3 separate regions of the Mus musculus genome follow, and regions 2 and 3 are each linked to region 1. A link is a contact called in public Hi-C and promoter capture Hi-C data. All regions are on one chromosome and are shown on one strand. The core of a region is the stretch at or near the end of the contact, and the rest is flanking DNA. Distances in the headings are between cores, read along the strand shown. Region 1 holds the start of Mpp4 (membrane protein, palmitoylated 4 (MAGUK p55 subfamily member 4)). Region 2 holds the start of Orc2 (origin recognition complex, subunit 2). Region 3 holds the start of Nif3l1 (Ngg1 interacting factor 3-like 1 (S. pombe)).

Evidence for each region. Promoter capture Hi-C pulls out the DNA fragments that hold promoters and counts their contacts. Hi-C and Micro-C count contacts between places; a contact is called where the count stands out from the background.
Region 2: a contact with region 1 is called in a Hi-C map of forebrain, with 6 times the contacts expected there. The contact joins the promoter of Orc2 here to the promoter of Mpp4 in region 1. A contact is called at or near these places in 2 of 39 promoter capture datasets (hippocampal neurons and stem cell-derived epiblast-like cells) and 1 of 484 Hi-C or Micro-C datasets (forebrain).
Region 3: a contact with region 1 is called in a promoter capture Hi-C map of hematopoietic stem and progenitor cells, with 2.2 times the contacts expected there. The contact joins the promoter of Nif3l1 here to the promoter of Mpp4 in region 1. A contact is called at or near these places in 8 of 39 promoter capture datasets (the 3T3-L1 cell line, embryonic stem cells, hematopoietic stem and progenitor cells and 4 more).

What each region holds. Positions count from the first base shown.
Region 1 is chr1:59,159,806-59,163,341 of GRCm38.p6, reverse strand. Mpp4 (membrane protein, palmitoylated 4 (MAGUK p55 subfamily member 4)) reads left to right here and starts at 1,706. Exons shown (of 22, transcript NM_145143.3): 1 at 1,706-1,810. It overlaps Als2 (alsin Rho guanine nucleotide exchange factor), which reads left to right. Exons shown (of 34, transcript NM_028717.6): 34 at 1-586.
Region 2 is chr1:58,503,555-58,507,135 of GRCm38.p6, reverse strand. Orc2 (origin recognition complex, subunit 2) reads left to right here and starts at 2,027. Exons shown (of 18, transcript NM_008765.3): 1 at 2,027-2,364. Gm15834 (a long non-coding RNA gene) reads right to left here and starts at 2,020. Exons shown (of 4, transcript XR_865442.3): 1 at 1-2,020.
Region 3 is chr1:58,443,835-58,447,708 of GRCm38.p6, reverse strand. Nif3l1 (Ngg1 interacting factor 3-like 1 (S. pombe)) reads right to left here and starts at 2,558. Exons shown (of 7, transcript NM_022988.3): 1 at 2,075-2,558; 2 at 1-75. The coding sequence starts at 52. Ppil3 (peptidylprolyl isomerase (cyclophilin)-like 3) reads left to right here and starts at 2,223. Exons shown (of 7, transcript NM_001285827.1): 1 at 2,223-2,563; 2 at 3,070-3,120. The coding sequence starts at 3,118.

The sequences.
Region 1 (3,536 bases), core at 457-2,956:
CCCTCAGCCCAGTCTGCGGGTCTTCCCTCTACCTCACACTGAACTCAGAAGGGAAGGAAGGAGAGACGCACATGGGATTCTCCCACCTCAGAAGTATTGTGACAGCACCGCATAACCACGGTTTGCTCTTTTACAAGCAGCCTCACAAGTGTGGGTTGTGGGTGTGCGCTGGAGCAGTGCCACTCGTAGCTGTTTGGATACCACAGGTGCTCTTCTGTCTCATCTGCTGTACTCGGAGGCGAGCGCAGTGGCCTGACTCATGGGAAATGACTCAGCAGGCGGCAACTACTTTTGAAAAGGATCATGATTTCCGAGCTACTTTATAATCAAGACAAGCATTTGTTAACATACTGTTTTGGAATGTTGGCTGTAATGTAACAGCAGTTTTCATAATAAATGACATTCATCTCTACGAAGCTGTTCTATGACTGTGGAAGAAATGACATGGGGCAGACTGTACTTTAAAGAGTGCTCAGTTTACAGTATTCTTTCTCCACATTGTAATCCATGCCTCAGACCTCAGGAACCCCTGGGGTTTTTAATTCACTTAACTACTAGCCAATTTCTGGCAAAGAGCAAGTTAATTCTGATCCCGATAACCCAGAGACAAAGGTCTCCAAGGAAAACTGCTGCTGTGAGTAAGACAGTTGTGGGCTTTGTTTTTGTTTAGGGAAGGGCTAGAGGAACAGGTTTAGGAGGATAGCACTGTCCGCATCTCTCCGCCTACCGTCTTCTGCCAGGCCGAGCTGCTCCCTGTGGAGAGGGACCAACTCTTTCTCATTTCGCATATTTTTAGTTTGTGAGCCAAGACACAAATGCCAGATTTGGCTAGTAAAGCCAAAGTAATTGAACACCTACCTCCTTCAGAGAAAGATCAGGAGGGGCTAATAGTGGGAATGGATGGAAACTTGGACAATAGGACCAGAGAAATTCTCAAATGGCAGCATGCCATCTCACATCTCTGAGAACCCGTTGCAATTCAATCTTCTAATTTCAGTTTTAAGAGAAGCTGCCTAACCACTGTATTTTCCTCATTCTACACAGTTCTTGAGTTGCAGCTTAAAACAATAAATTTTCATGTGTGTGTGGAAAACCCTAAATCTCCAGGCACTGTCTGTGACTAGAAATACCAGCACCTATGTAACTCACAGCAGCCCTCAGCAGTGCCAGTCTGGGGGCTCCCTTTCCCTATCGGTGAATAGCTATAGTTTGCTGTGTCTGCGCTGGGACTCCAACCCAGAGCTTCCCGACTTTCCTCTACTCTTTCCCACTGCCTATGCCCCGCAGATGTGTTCTGCATTAGGCCTTGAAAAGCTGAAGTTAAGAAAAGTAAAAGCCTCTGGTGGGTGTAGTGGCACACCTTTGTAGTCTGAGCCCTTGAGGGTGGAGGAAGTTCAGTTATCCTTGGTTATACACACAGTTTGAGGCTACCGGGGCTACATAAGACTCTGTCTCAAAAAAAAAAAACAAACTAAAAGTAGGAAAGATTTGAAGGGGGGCGATTGGTGTTTGTTATCTGGAAACAGTCAACAGAAATATTAAGGGCTTGTATGGGAGTGTAGTACTCATGTGAGAGAAAGCTCACTGTGGTGGAGGATAATGTAAATGAGATGTTCCCTTGCAGGGACAGCTAGGGCTGCTGCGGAGGCTTAGAAGAGGTCCAGGGTTAGCCTGCAAGGGCAGGATTATGCCAAAGAGGATGCACAGAGCTTTTCTCTAGAGCATCAGGTGACTGGCAGCTAGCAGCCTCCTGGTGCTTCCTGCTTGCTTCTCTCTTGCCAGGAGCAACACTGTGTTTTCATCCTTGCAGGTAAGAGTCTGCTCGCAATGCCGCATTTCCAGAAGGCACCAGCAGCAGCTACAGATAATCGTGGGTAGTCTGTGTTAAAGTGGTTGACTGTCCTACAGTACCATCTCTTAAGCGTGGCACAGTGCGTTGTCAAAGAGTTCAAGTGAAACTGTCCCATCTTCTGTGAGGGCCTTGGATGCAGAGGAAGCCAGCAGGCCATTTCTCAGGGAGGGTTGCATATGGGCTTTTTCAAGATTTCCATATTGAAAAATACTTTAGAAAACAAGCCTAGTGGGTAAGAGGTCAGGACTTTGAATAGCAATTGTTTTAAAGCAGAAGGAAATGCTTTAAATGTTTTAATTATAATGTTTAATTACAATTTAATTGTGTGTGTGTGTACGCTTGTGTGCAAGTGTGCGCGCATGCGTTTGTGGAAGCCCTGGTGCTTGTGGAGGTCAGAGAACAACTGAAAACAGCTCCCTCCTACCATGTGGGTTCAAAGTCATCAGACTTGGCAGCGAATGCATTTCCTGCTGAGCTACCCCAGAGACCCAAAGCTGAATTTTAAGGTAATGCTGCGTACATTCCAGGTATTCATGGTGACCACTTGCTTTATAACACAGTTTTTAATTGCCTTTTCTTATTCCCTACCTCTTTACCCTATAAATCACCTGTCTAGAATCCTTCATTCTGGCGCAATTCAAACCAAGGCACTTAAACACATAAGGTTATTATTTAAATCCACATAGTGCCCCACCAGTAATAAAAAGGATAAGGTAAAGAAAGATATAGCTTAGCTGGTAGAATGCTTGTGTGGCATATGTGAAGTCCAGGGTTCAGTTCCCAGCACCACATAAACCATTTGTGGTCACACATGCCTGTCACACAACCCCAGCCCTTGGGAGGTGGAGACCGGAGGATGAGAGCATCTGGTGATCCTTGACTAGAGAGAAAGTCTGAGGCCAGCATGGACTACATGGGACTCTGTCACCAAACAAACAGGAAACCAACCAAAAGCAAGATAGCTGAAAACAGCTCCCTCCTACCATGTGGATACTGTGTATTTAAGCGTGTGAGTGTGGATAGATAGCACAGAAGCACACATGTGAGCCTACACAAAACCCTGAAAGGATGTAGCAACTTTGAATGCAGGAGTAAATAGACTCCAGGAGTGCTGTGCTGTAGTGGTTTCCTGAGTCACAAGCAGGATTAGCGCTGATAGAATGATTTTCTGATTTGGTAGACTACTTGGTAAGGTTTAATGTGCAATGTGTTAATTCTTCAATTATGATGGTAGCGTTTCTTCAAATTTATTGGTTTCTTGCAAACTATTTTGTGTTTGTAAGAAGAAACTTTGTTTGTTTGTTTGTTTTTGTGTTTTTTAAGACAGGGTTTCTCTGTGTAGCCCCAGCTGTCCTGTAACTCGCTCTGTAGACCAGTCTGGTCTTAAACTCACAGAATCACCTGCCTCTGCTTCCTGAGTGCTGGAATTAAAGGCGTGCGCCACCACTGCTTGAAAAGTTGAGTTATACATTCAGGTCATTCTGGGGTTGATTTATGTTTGTTTCTTCAGTGACATGAAGTTAGACACTTGCACATTCTGCAGGGACAGTGATTATCTATCACATAGAACAAGTTCTAAGCCTTTCCCTGAGACCCCTACCTTCCCTTTGCCCTTGCCTCCTTCGCCCTGTCCTCATCCTGCCGGCTGAGGTATAAACATGACAGCTGGAAATGCACCATCTTG
Region 2 (3,581 bases), core at 778-3,277, 660 kb after region 1:
TTTGTTTTTTTTTTGTTTTTTGGGGGGTTTTTTGTTTGTTTTTTGTTTTGTTTTGTTTTTTGTTTTTCAAGACAGGGTTTCTCTGTTTAGCCCTGGCTGTCCTGGAACTCACTTTGTAGACCAGGCTGGCCTCGAACTCAGAAATCCGCCTGCCTCTGCCTCCCGAGTGCTGGGATCAAAGGTGTGCACCACCATACCCAGCTGTTTTTTTGTTTGTTTGTTTGTTTGTTTGTTTTTTAATAAATTAGAGTTTAACCGAGAACAGGGCCTAGTGTATAAAATGGAGGTCTGGTTACAAGATGGAGTCTGTCTTGTCAAGTTGTGGCCCTTCAACAGTACCTGGCATGAATTCCCTCCTATTGATGAAACATAGTAAGTAATAACTTGGGTTATCTATAGGAAAATAGATTCTAATAGCATAGAGGGTAGGTATCTGCCCAGCTCTTGTGCTGTTTAAGGTTTATAAAGGTTGTGTGTATGTTTTATCCGGAAACTAAATGATCAAAGGTGGGTAGTAATTTGGGTCCGGATTAAATAATTTGTCCAACAAAAGTGAAATACGGATGTATGTAAAGTATCCTCACATTTCTCAATTGGAATCTTTAAACCAGTGGTTCTCAACCTGTGAAGTATAACCCCTTTGGCTAACCCCTATCTCCAGAAATATTTACATTTATGATTCATAACAGTAGTAAAATTACAGTTATGAAGTAGCAAAAAGAAACAAACAAAAACGTTATGATCAGGGGTTACCACAACATGAGGAAGTGTTAAAGGGTCCAGCATTAGAAGATTGAGAACCACTGTTCTAAACAGCTCCCAAAAAGTCTGACTCCATTTCTTCCTTCCCACTATTATATTCCACAGATAATCTTTCAATACAAATGTGGCCAGTCCCTTAAGTACCAACTTGTAATTCATAATATCTGACACTTTGACACTTTATTCATCTATTTTCATTTTGCTTTTCTTCCTAGAAAATTCAAATCAATTCAGGCCTTAGTTTTCATATCTCTTCCTTTAAGGAAAGTGTTCCTGATTCCTTCTGGTCTTATAATTATATAATCCTGTGCCCTGCTGTTAGGAACATAACTTAAAAATCATTCTCTGTAACTTGGAAACCATTTTGTATGACTTGAAATAACGCAATGCATGTGCAATAGAAGTTTGCCACCAGGTAGCTCTGATGAGACCTAGAAGCAAACCACCGGCAGGTCACCTGGAAGCCCAGTTACCAGCCTAGCCCCGGACGGTCCTTGATATGGTTAAAAACAAAAACCTAACCACAAGGTGGTGTTAAGATAGTGAACCAAACCCAAGTTGTGAGCTTGATTTTCAGAGCTCAATGAAATGATACAAAGGTTGGAACTTTGGGATTTGTGCTCTCTAGGCATCACATTTATAGCCAGTGTGTTTATATCCATTGGCAAGAATGAGTAAGTATTCAGCTGCCTTATTCTAGCACTTTCCCCAAGACTGTATGTTCAGTTTCTTCTCGTTCAATTACCCAGAAGCTCAGTTATTCAGAGGTGCCTCTACTTGAGTATTGTATTCTTACTGTTGGTTCTAAGTATGATAAGTTCGGAATAAGCGAATCCAAATGACGTAGTCCTGTTAGTAAACAAATATTTTCATGTATCCCAGCCAGATTCACTCGTTTTCCTTCTCATTTCCTCTGTATAAGCCCCCTTTTCGTGTCTTTATTTCATTAGTTGTATGGTCCTATTTTCTTGTTCATGCTCTGGCTCCGCCCTCCCTCAAACCCTTGAGATCCCTTTGCATCATATGCGAGCAGGTATTCGCTGTTCCTCAAGCGAATCCATCTTCATTATCTTTTTTTTTTTTTTTTTTTTTTCCTCAGAGCAGCTAGACTAACAATATTAAGATTGACATAAAACACCAACCAACCGTACAACCGGGGACGCTGCCCTTAACTTCCAGACAGCTAGCACACACTTGTCTCTCCAGAGATCCGGCGTGCTCCGCGCACGGTCCCTTCCCCCGGAAACGGAAACTGAAGAGATGAGGAAAGCCCGGGAACCCACTATTGGTTGGGGGATCTGTTTTCCGACTGAGCGAGGGCCTATGGCCCGAGTCAACGGGCTTGCGGCGCCGTCGCTCTGGGCGGCTCGGCTCCCCATTGGTTTCTTAGGGCACCGCCCACCGGCGGCCGGGGATTCAGTGTGCTGCGCGCAGCTCCCTTGCCCTGCTGGGCGCGCAGGTTCGGCTTGGACCGGTCGACTCTTTCCCTAGACGCTGGCCTCCCCGGGCCGTTCTGGGGTGTTCCGCGGCGGCGGGAGTCCTGGCTGGCGGCTCAAGTGAGCCTCGCGGCCGTTCTCCCTCCCGCCGGCTCGGACTCGAGAGGTGAGTCCCAGTGCGCCCTGCTGCAGCCGCGGCTCACTGCGCGCTTCCCCCGACACCCGTGGCCTTGCCGCTCGCCCACCATGGCGGGAGATGACGAGGCCGCCGGGCGCAGGCTGGAGGATGCTGGGGAGCAGCCCCCCTGGGTGAGAGGCGCTGTCTGCGAAAGCCAAGGCTGTCCTGTGGCGAGAAGTCTCCTGCACGGACCGTGCCTGCTTTCCGGCTAACCCGGCCCTTTATTTGAGAAGAGAATGAAAAGGAACTGTAACAAAAATGGCAGTGTTCTGCCAGAGGAGAAGGAACTCGGAGGGATGTAGCTCAAGGGATCGCGGGATGGAACGACTGCTGAAGTCTGTTCTGTTGTCCCGGCCGGGTGTCCCTAAAGGTCTCCTTGGGGCAGTGCTTGGTTTGAAAAATGTGTTTACTCCCAGAGGAAAGTGCATGGCTGCCAACACTTGGTGCTGCCTTGTAGTTAGTTGACTGTGAAGAGAATTGACCCTTTAGCCCTACAGATAATCACTATCCGTTATAGATGCTCCCTGTGGATATCTGCATTTCATTGGTTGATTATGGGCATGTGCATTCATGTGGATGTTGGTGCATATGTGCCGGTAGTGTGTGTTAATTTTAGATGTCTTTTTGGATCGTTCTTAACTGAGGCGGGGTCTTACTCTAACCGGGTCCTTGTTGGTTAACCAGCTTGCCTCGGGGAACCCCATTCTCCTCCTCCCCAGTTCTGAGTGCTCCTCAACTTTTAAATGACTACAAGGATCTCAGTTCCCATTCTGACGCTTGCAGGACACGTGCTTTTAGCCACTGAGCTGTCTAGTCAGCCTCCCAGATTGCAGTTTTCTTGTGTATCTGTTAGGTAGTGTTTTTCTGAGGAATTGCAGAAAAGAAGGGGACATTCTCTTAGGAGGTCTTGGTAGGAATTTCAGTTGAGGTGATTTTGTTTGTATTACATAAAATATCTTAAAAATCGGAGATGTTGTATAAATGCATTTGAGGCTGAACAGGCATACCCTGCCTTTTTGACATTTGGATACCTTGTTGCTGTCATTTACAAAGTTCGTGGCTGAGAATATCACAATACAGTTACAGAAAATTTTGCAAAAACCACTCATAATGTTTAAGCACGTTTACAACAAGGATTCGTGGCTATCCTTGACTATATAGGGCTGCTCACCTAGTGATTAAAATACTAGATCTGGGAATGGGGC
Region 3 (3,874 bases), core at 1,309-3,808, 720 kb after region 1:
ACGACTGGGCACGTTGCACACTTGTAGGGACTAGGTGTGCCGATGACAGCATACGGAAACCAGGGAGAAGGGTGCCTGAAATCACAACCCAGGAAATGGTATTTATATACCGTTCACCTCTGCACTGTGAGGCATAAAGCACGTGAGTAAAACAGCTCTCACCACTGACCCAGAGTCAAACAGTGGCCCTGCCACCCTGCAGCATGGTGGGCTCGGCCAAGTCATCTGACCTCTTCATTTTCTTCAAAGGCATTAGTATATCACCTAGCAGAGTATGACGCAATATAAATGCTCAGCCCCTCTTACACCTTCCCTGCTCTGCCCACCACTGCTTCAACCTTACACCCTGTATCTCTGCTGCACACAAACGCACAAACCCACACTCCAAGATATTCACGTAGACAGAATAAAACTAACACATTCAAGAGGCTAAGCTGTAGCTGAGTTGGTAGAGTGCTTAGCTACCATGCACAAGGGTTTGGTCCCCAGCACCACTGGGTGTGGCGGCACACATCTGTGATCCCAGCACAAGGGAGGTAGAGGGTAAGCCAGCCTCAGCTATACAGTCAGTTCTAGGGCAGCACGAGCAAGAACTGAGGCAGACAGGTCACTCCACAAACGCACAGAGCCAAGGCAAGAAAAGGCCAGAACTGCTGCCCCTGAACACACGTCAACTGCTACACAGAGAAACAGAGAGGAAAAGCACTGGGCCCCTACCCACATATTCCATGGCTGTGCACTGAATGGTGGGAGAGTAGTGTCACCAAAGAACCAAAACAACTCAAAACAGTGTGATGTGCAATCTGAGAGTTAATAGAATTGAATAAAGGAAATGTGTTTGCCTCAAACAGGTATTGTAAAAGTATCTTTTATTCACCTGGTATAATTGTCGTCTCCCATCTCTCTGCTAAGCTAGGCCTAGTTCTGGAAGCTTATAGCCTCCATACAATCTTATCTAGGCCTATTATGTTTTCAGACTCTGAGAATTACTGCCGAATAAGCTCACCCTTTCTAGTTCTTTCTGAGCTTGCGCTGGCTGGCTGGTTCAACTCAGCTGTTCTGGCTCAAACTCCTCTCCAAGCTGCCTGATTCATCTGGCTTCTCTCTCAGCCTCTGACTGAATGGTTCTGCATGGCCTCAAACTAAGCCTGACAATCCTCTCTAATCTTCTGGCTGCTTCTTGTTCTTTGGCTCAGTCTGTCTTCACTTATGCATAGCTTGTTTTCTCTATCTGCATCCTCTCTATATATAACTGTCCCAGTAAAAACTGCCCCCAGTCTCTCTCTGCACTACCCCTTAAGTAGCCCATCTTTTCTCCCTGTTCTGGAGAGAGCTGGGCATATCCTATTCTGTCAAATCTTTCTCTGATTCCTCACTTTGTCTGCCATTCAATTAGACATCACTTTCAAACATGGATGCTTCCTTCTACAAACTAATTTTACCTTCATTGTTTGAGATTAAAGATGTGTGCTAAGGGCACACCACAACTAGAAAGGTTCCTCCCACCCACCATCGGTAAATAACACAATCTCGGGGGTTCACAGTGTGACCAAACATCCTGTAACAAGCTACCAACGAGACTGATGTAACTTGTGGCTTTCTTGTTATACAATAAACTTCTATTGTGAGATGACACGACCACGTCCCGGTGTTTTTCTCGGACAATGTGCTCACAGTACAGACACATTTAAAGCATTATTTGAATGGGCTGGAGCTGCCGTACAATGGAGAGATGGGAATATCCATTGTCAATCTACATGATCTTTAGCCCTCTGAACAGCCACTTGCTATTTTTCAATTACACGAGAGCTCTCTTTGCACTTGCGTGTGGTTTTTCTTTCATTTACGCATGGCTCAAGACCTTTTCCAGAATAATCAAGGGCCGCGTGGCATAGCCTTTATTCCTGGAGTCAGCACCCTCACCCCTCCTGCAGCAAGGCAGTTTTCATCTGCAACCTCTCCTTCTATATTCATGTTCCCCCGGCCCTCTGCAGTCACCACAGCCAGCCCGATGTGCACCTCCAGCGAGAAGAACAGACAGCCCCCGCGAGCCCTTCAGTGGTTCACAACTCACCAGTCGCAGAAGCTCTTTCAGTGTATCACTTCCGCTCTGCTCTGAAGCTCCTGGCTTTGTGGAAAGAGTTGGGCAGAAGTGGTCCTGTGCGTTCTGCTTCCGACTCCAGGCCGCTGTGTGAAGTTGGGCGGAAGTTGTCCTGTGCGTTCTGCTTCCGACTCCAGGCCGCTGTGTGAAGTTGGGCGGAATTGGTCCTGTGCGTTCTGCTTCCCACTCCAGGCCGCTGTATGAAGTTGCTGGGCGACAGCGGGTTCTGCTTCTTAGTGAGGTTGTGGGTAGAGCTCTCAGGGGCCGAGGGGTGAGGTGCGTGGTCCTCCGAGTCCTAGTCGGTGTGATGAGGAGAGACTGACGGGAGAGTAGGGCGTCCCCTGCGGAGGGCTCCGGGCTTCACTTCTGTGGCGCACAGACACGCCTTTGGAACCCGCAGGCATGCCGGCCCTTGTAGTTGAGGCTTTTCCGTTCCCGCAGCAGTGGTGCTGAGCGCAGTGGGTGAGTGTGGGGGAAAGGCTTTTATCCTTTTCTCCGTGCACTCAAACGCCTGCTGCGCCCCACGTTGGTGCAAATTTATTTCTTGGGATCCTCGTGGTGAACTCTCGGGCTGGAGATGGTATTCCTGGGACTTTTAAATACGATTGATAAGTTAGCAAGATGTGGCGTTTGGGAAAAAACAAAACAAAAGTGTGAAGTATAGAAATGTATTGTACAGACGTCTTAAGTAAAGTAGGTGTCCCGGGTAAAGGGAGCTCCAAGTGCCTATCTAGAGCACTAGACCTGGAGGTGGGGCTATGCCTCCCTTGCAGAAAGCCTTGAAGAAAATGAGTAAAGTAAGTGCGCACTGGGGTGGCTTGTTGCATTGGGTAGGATCAACACTTTTATGATAGGATTTTCATTTAGAGGATGCTAGTCTAAGCTTTTCGTTGTAAATCTACCATAAAGATGAACAAGTATGGTGGGAACTTGATAGGGTAAAGTGAACTAATTCCTCTCTCTTGTAGGAGATTTGAAAAATTAAACAGTGCTTCCTAGAACCATCAAGAAGGAAAATGGTGAGTATGTATCATAGAATTATTCTAACTGGGTGGTTGGTTGCTTGTTTCTAACCCCTTTGGGTTCCCTGGAGCTGGAGACACAAGCAGATGTGGGTGCTGGGAACTGAACAGGCCCTGCTGCAAAAGCAACAAGTCCTGGTACCTGCCAAGCCTGCCCTCTCAGCCGCCCATTACATGGTTTTTAATTTGTGTGTGTGTGTGTGTGTGTGTGTGTGTGTGTGTGTTTTGGTTTTTTGAGACAGGGTTTCTCTGTGTAGCCCTTGCTGTCGTGGAACTCACTCTGTAGACCAGGCTGGCCTCAAACTCAGAAATCCGCCTGTCTCTGCCTCCCAAGTGCTAGGATTAAAGGCATGTGCCTCCACGACTGGCTGTTTTTTAATTTTTAATGAATATTTTTTTGGAGGAAGTCAGACAGGATAGTGAGTGTGTAGCTCAGTGGCAGAGTGCGTTCCTAGGATAAGGAAGGAGAGGGGAAGGGAGGGGATGTGGCGAGGGAGAGACTGTGTGTACCAGTATAGAGGGAACAAAGTAGAATAAACAAGTGGACATGATCATTACAACGTTACCCTGCTGGTGTGGTCCCAGCACTCAGGAGGTAACCTTGCTCCCAGCCTCTATAGGCCGTCGCAGTCTCAGACCTTTCATTAAAAGACACAAAAGGAAATAAACGAGCAAACAGTGTGCCCTTTCCCCGCAGAGATGAGCAGCACAGGTAGAATAGCAGGGAGTGTAGCTCCTGTGTCCACTGAAG